Regions from separate parts of the Oryctolagus cuniculus genome. Here region 1 is linked to region 2. The links are chromatin contacts, called in public Micro-C maps. All regions are on one chromosome and are shown on one strand. Each heading gives the region's core, a stretch centred on a gene start, on an enhancer-like site or on the middle of the called end of the contact. The rest is flanking DNA. Distances are from core to core; before and after follow the strand shown.

Region 1 (2,861 bases), core at 62-2,561, 340 kb before region 2:
TATGATGCTTGGTCAGTACCGGTTACATTTAAAGGCTTCACGCTTCCTAGACGGAATGATTAATTGTGTAGCCTAAGTAGAGCCCATCAGACACCCAATCAAGAGCCGGAAATGACAGGGCACTTCTGTACACAATTTGCATCCTAATTGTAGGTCCGTTAGCTGGACCAGTGGTTTGTATCCCAGACCCACAAAAGTGAACAGGAATCCCGGTAGTCTTAATGCCTGGTGGTGACGGCGGTGGAGGAAGACAGGCACTGGGGCAGGGTAGATGCTGTGGAGAGTGGTGATTACGGATTTAGGCCCCGGAGTCAAATGCCTGTACTCACATTCCGCTCTGTAAGGCTCTGGGCAACGTAAGAAGTAATATCCACTTCCTCCCACGAACGCGCTGTAAAGAGTTAAGTGTGATAACCCACACTGAGAGCAATTAGCAAGCGCCAGCCCAGAATAAGCACTCACTGTGTGTGCCGGCCTACAGCGCCCAGGCCTCCCAATCCACCTGGTCTGAGAAGCACCACACTCACGCCGGTTAATCAGCTCACGCATTTAATCAGAGGATTTCGGCAGCTGCAGGGCCGTGTTTCCATCCATGATCTTCCCCGCATATCTAGCCCGAGTTCTTGTCCCATTTGTAGAGGGCAGGCTCCCTTTCTGGCTGCGTCCCGGGGCAGCCCCTCAGGCTTCGGGGTCTTTGGCCACACGGAGCTCTGCCCGTCACAGGGCTTCAACGAGGAGGTCCGTTCGGCCTGGGCTCTTCGTAGTGGGACGTCTGCAGGCCGGAAATCTGAGTCAGGGTTTCGAAGCTGTGCCCAGTTCCCGGGATGACTCCTCAGCGCCGAAGCCACTGTACAGTCCCGAAGCGAAAGTAGGCGACCTCGGCCCGGGCTCAAGGGTTTGCGCCTGGACCCCTCTGGCTCCCCGGTGGTGTCCCCGGGCGATCCCGGAGGCCACGGCGTAGTTCCTGTGTGAAGGCGTCTCGGAATCGCGCGGCGCGACGACCCAGCGAGCCGGCGGGCCCCGCCGCGAGGCCCCGCAGACGGCGGGCCGCGTCCTGGCCGCGCAGCTGGGCCTGCAGCAGCGCGAAGGCCGTAAGCTGCGCCGCACGCCGGATGGGCCGAGACTCGGCCAGCCGCTCCACCAGCTGCGGGCTGTGCAGCAACACAGCCAGCAGCCGCCGAAGAACCATCCTCGTGAGAGCGTCCCGGAACCAAGAGCACGCCTCCCTCGTCCCCGGACCGGCGGCGCTGGGCCGCGGACTGTGTCCGCCTCCGCGCCGTCTGATGACGACACTGCCGCGCTCGGATTGGTCTGGAGACTCCCACTGTGCGCCGCGTCCGCGCGTTTCCGTTTCCGCCGCCGCCGCTGCTGCCGCGCCGCCGCCCCAGTCCGGTTGTTCTCGGGAGTCGGCGCGTCGTTGTGCAGCTGTGTGAGCTATGTCGGGAGGCCTTCTGAAGGCGCTGCGCAGTGACTCCTACGTGGAGCTGAGCCAGTACCGGGACCAGCACTTCCGGGTGAGGGAGCCCGGGCCGCGCGACGGGCAGACCCTTGAGCCAGGACGCTGAGAAACGGTTTGCTCTTGCACATTTCTGCTGCCCCGAAACGGGCCATGGGTCCCCGGTGCCTGCTGGGGAGGCAGCGATGTTGGAGGGGACCCCACTCTGTTTCCGAGAGAGAGAGTTTGAGATTCGCTTTCCCGTTGCCTTGCAGCCGCTCCTCGTGCGCGGCCGGCGCAGAGGGCTCGAGCGGCGTCGTCAGCGCTGGCTGCTGTTCCTGCAGGCCGTGCGTCGGGAAAGTGACTTGTGATGAGGGGAGAGACTTTTTCATTGCTGGAGCGTGTGGAGGCGCCTTTCTGACACACATACCGTCCCCCGTCGGTCCCCCCCCCCCCCCGGTCTTAAATAATCGGCCAGTGTTCTTTGACGCTTCGGATCCTTTTTAAAATTTTTTGTTAGTGGCTCTAACTGGTGGGTGGGCGACACAAAATTGAGTCCTGTCTCTAACGTCGGGGAGAGTTCGGAGTGGGGTGGCAGATCGACCACCTAGAGGATGCCCGCGTGTTTAGATGGAAGAATGCTGGATTTCAGAAGGGGGGTTTTAGGCTGTATTACAACATACTTTGGGGAAAGGGGGCAGCTGCAGATACTTAGAGATGGGCTTTCCCGGTGACAGCGGGGATGGCCAGAGGTTGCGGCAGAGCAGCACTCATAACCTAATTACTAGGGAAACTATTGAACACCGTGTCGCAGTGTTTCGTGTTCCGTTAGGCGAGCTGGGGAGTGGGGGAGGCTGTTGCAGGCATTTGGGGAGTGAACCAGACTGCTTCTTTAAAAATCAGTGTATATTATTACATAGTCCAATTGGTTTCCTATTTGAGAAATTGGTTCACTCCCCAAATGCCTGGGAGACAGGAACTCAGTGACTTGAGGCCTCACCCATTGCTTCCAAGGGTGAGTATTAGCAGGAAGCCGGAATCAGAAGCGTAGCTAGGGCTTGAGCCCAGGCAGTCTGACCAGGATGTGGGTGTCCTAACTGCTGTGCCAAACACCAGCCCTCAGTTTTCTTGTGGTGTGAGTTTAGATGGTTTCGCTATTTCTCTAATTACCACTGAATGCGATCACATAAAACTGTTGTTCTAAGTAATGCGCTATAGAGCATTCAGGGACAGCTTATGCAGAGTGATTCTTGGAGTGAAGAGAACTGATCAGCACTACATGTAGAGCAGTGACTGAAGAAGTGAGGGCCACTGGAACAGTGCCCTGTGCGTGCTGGTGTGGATCTACTCATGGCCCTACAAGCTGGAATGCCACTGGTGTGGTTATCTTGGACTCTTAAGCTAGATCAGAGCGGCGGGAGAGTAA
Region 2 (2,885 bases), core at 95-2,594:
AAGGTGTCAGGAATATACCCAAGAATCTAAGAGAAAAAAAAAGCAGTAGTGAAACTGGAATCAGCACACTAGACGACACATGGACACAGCCCCGACACACCAAGGTGGGACTATGAAAAAGTTGGCAACCAACAGCCATTAAGAGCAGCCACAAGGCAGTACCACGCCGGTTAAGTGGTGCCGCAGGAGGTTCTGGCTGTGCCTGTATCTTCAAAGTTAGCAGGCACACTCACTCATAAGCCTGAAATAACAGTGGAGGGGACGAAAGAGAACTTGGGCAAAAATACAGGAAAAAATGGTGAGGGATCAGAGCTTGGAAAGGTCTCAGAAATCAAGGCGAGGTTAAAGCAACCGAGACGACTTAGTATAATAGAAGTATCTGGAGGCCAGAGGGGAAACAGGGTGAGTAGGGAAAGGCACAACAATAGCGGTGGTCTGTCTGTAGGAACAAAGTCAGTCCAAAGTGGAAGGAGTGATGGAAATCAGGGATGGGGAACCATGCCGCCTTTGAAAAAGTCATCGCGGAAGTGGGGCGGGTTAAAGAGAAGAACTTCATTCCAGAGAAAAGACGATCTTTGCGGGGGCGGGAGGGTGAGGAAGGTACCGACGCGAGCGTGGAAAGGCGGGATGGCGAGGCGAGCCGTCTGACTCAGAAGCTTCGCGGCAAGCACCGCGAGCGGCGCCAAGGAGCGCGCCAGGGGCAGCGGCGTGGCCCGGGGTTCCCTCACCTTGGCCTTGTAGCTGGGCAGGTTGCAGAGGATGTCCGTGCGCAGAGCCTCCTCTGCCAGGCTGCGGGCGCACAGGCTCCGCCACACCTCGCTGTTCTCGTCGCCGTGCAGGCAGCGGTACCAGTGCTTGCACACCAGGGCGCAGCTCCGCAGCTCGGACAGCTCCAGGTACGAGAACACCAACTCCAGCACCCGGCTGGGCAGCCGGCCCCCGGCCCCCGCGGACCCGGAGCCCGAGCTCGCACCCGCGCCGCCGCCGCCGCCGCCACTGCAGCCAGCACCGCCCGAGGCTGCCCCAGCCCCCGGGGCTGGAGCCGCCATCGCCTCACCAGCCGGCCCGAAGGCCGCCGCCGCCGCCGCTACCCCCCGTCTCTGCGCGAGAGGCCGAGCCTCGCCTTGACACCGGAGCAGCTCGCTCACCGCCCCTTTCAGTGCCAACCGCCGGCGCCACCACCGCTCCCGCCCCTGCCCGGGGGCGTCCGCCGCGCGCCCCGCCTCACTGAGGGCAGACGCACCGGCTGCACGGGCGTCCCCCGCCCCTCCCCCGCGGCTCAGCCCGGGCGCCGGAACCGCCCGATTCGCCTGGCCTCCCCGCGGCGCGCCCGTGGCTCCGCCATGCGGGTTGAGGGCACGAAGCAAGGGCGCACGCCCAGCTCGCTCGCGGTTCCTCTCGGCCCCGGATGTGACTGTTTGGCTGAGGCGCCTCGCGCCCTACGCTTGATGGGATTGGGCGCTCGCGGGTGAGGTCATCACGAGGCGCCGAGGAGGGGAGCGGGAAACGCAGGTACGAGGCTGTCGCCGGTGGGTTCGGAGCTCTCCTCCAGTAGCTTGTTCTCTTTGTGGTAGCAGCCTCGCGTCGGCTTTCCTGGGTGGCTTTTCTTATGAAGTTTCTTGCGAGAGTTAGGTCTCTGCTTCCCGCGGCAGCTTAACGCATGAAACTTGCCTTGGTAGCTAGTTCCTTGTTCCGCCACCTTCGGTATGGTTATCTTTAGCCTAGGCAGCTGAGGCAGTCTCTTCTTGGCCTGGCCTAGTCGTTCTCCCCCTGTATCGGTACTTAAAAGAACTGATGTCCCAGCTAGCGTTCGGAAAGTAAGATGGCTACATCTGAACACCATCCCACGCCCCCCCACACACACCAAAAAAAAAAAAAAAAAAACTGGATAACTTAAAGTGCCATTTGAGTACTAATTAAACGCTACAGTATTTTGGACAAAATGTGGTCTTTCCCAGATCACCACTTAGTAGGCAGATTAAGGCAGTGGGCGAAGTATTCAATTAAATGTTTCAGTAGAATGACGTGGAGGCTGTAATTACAGGTGTTTTCTTGGGAGGAGAAGAGTTTGAGCATTATTTGATCATACTGCGTTTCCCTAGGTGGCCCCCAGACAGCATTTTAAGGACGTTTAGTAAAAGGGTGACCACCACTTGATCCATGATGTGAGCCAGGCACTTCCCGATAGTCGGGCCCTTGACCCATTTTTTAATCTAATTCCCAGAACAACTCTATGAGGTAGGTAAGTGTAATAATAGGTTTGCAAACATCCTTCCTAGTCGGCTCCAGTGTTTTGCCTCCTTTATGTGGGTGCAATCCATTTCTTGGTCTATGAAGAACAGCTAGCTTTCAAACTCTGATGTAATTACTTGTTTTATGACTTGCTGATGTCTTCTTTCCTGGTGTCTTTTTGACCAAGCTCAGTAACCCACATTCTTTTCATTCTCGGTAATGCCAGTGGTACAGCCCTTTAATTGTTTTTGATTGATCTCCAGCTTGACATCAGGAGGAACTTGTGAAACCTGGAACCTGTAGAGAGGAGTTGGCCTATACCGGCTATAGTGGTGGTGACTCTTTCAGGTGATATTTCTTGAGTTTGGACTAAGTTTTACCTGAAAAGACAGTTGTGTTTCTTTTAAATCGTCCAGGGTTTGGAGTCGTCCATCTGAGAAGGGGGTACAGAACCATGCAAGATGAGCAGGTTTATGGGCATGGGCACTTGAAAAGGGAACTGGGTGAGTGGAGACAGGAGTGAAGCAGAGGAGTGTTGAGAGTACTGACCTCCGAGCTGTTAGCAGCTCTGATCTTTCTTCCTGCGTGTAACAGTGAAGGTGAGGGGAGCCTGCGAAGTGCTCACGTCATAATTCTGCTGGTAATCTAGTCCA

The links. A called contact is a pair of places that touch in the nucleus more often than the background predicts.
Region 1: a Micro-C map of ear pinna shows a contact between it and region 2, with 7 times the contacts expected there. The contact joins the promoter of NCBP2 here to the promoter of FBXO45 in region 2. A contact is called at or near these places in 2 of 6 Hi-C or Micro-C datasets (ear pinna and an unstated tissue).

What each region holds. Positions count from the first base shown.
Region 1 is chr4:83,419,631-83,422,491 of mOryCun1.1, reverse strand. It overlaps NCBP2 (nuclear cap binding protein subunit 2), which reads left to right and starts at 1,311. Exons shown (of 4, transcript XM_002716527.5): 1 at 1,311-1,514. The coding sequence starts at 1,437. NCBP2AS2 (NCBP2 antisense 2 (head to head)) reads right to left here and starts at 1,293. Exons shown (of 1, transcript XM_051818955.2): 1 at 533-1,293. The coding sequence starts at 1,189. The coding sequence ends at 890.
Region 2 is chr4:83,074,941-83,077,825 of mOryCun1.1, reverse strand. It overlaps FBXO45 (F-box protein 45), which reads right to left and starts at 1,344. Exons shown (of 3, transcript XM_002716530.5): 1 at 729-1,344. The coding sequence starts at 1,049. It overlaps WDR53 (WD repeat domain 53), which reads left to right and starts at 1,374. Exons shown (of 3, transcript XM_017347017.3): 1 at 1,374-1,512.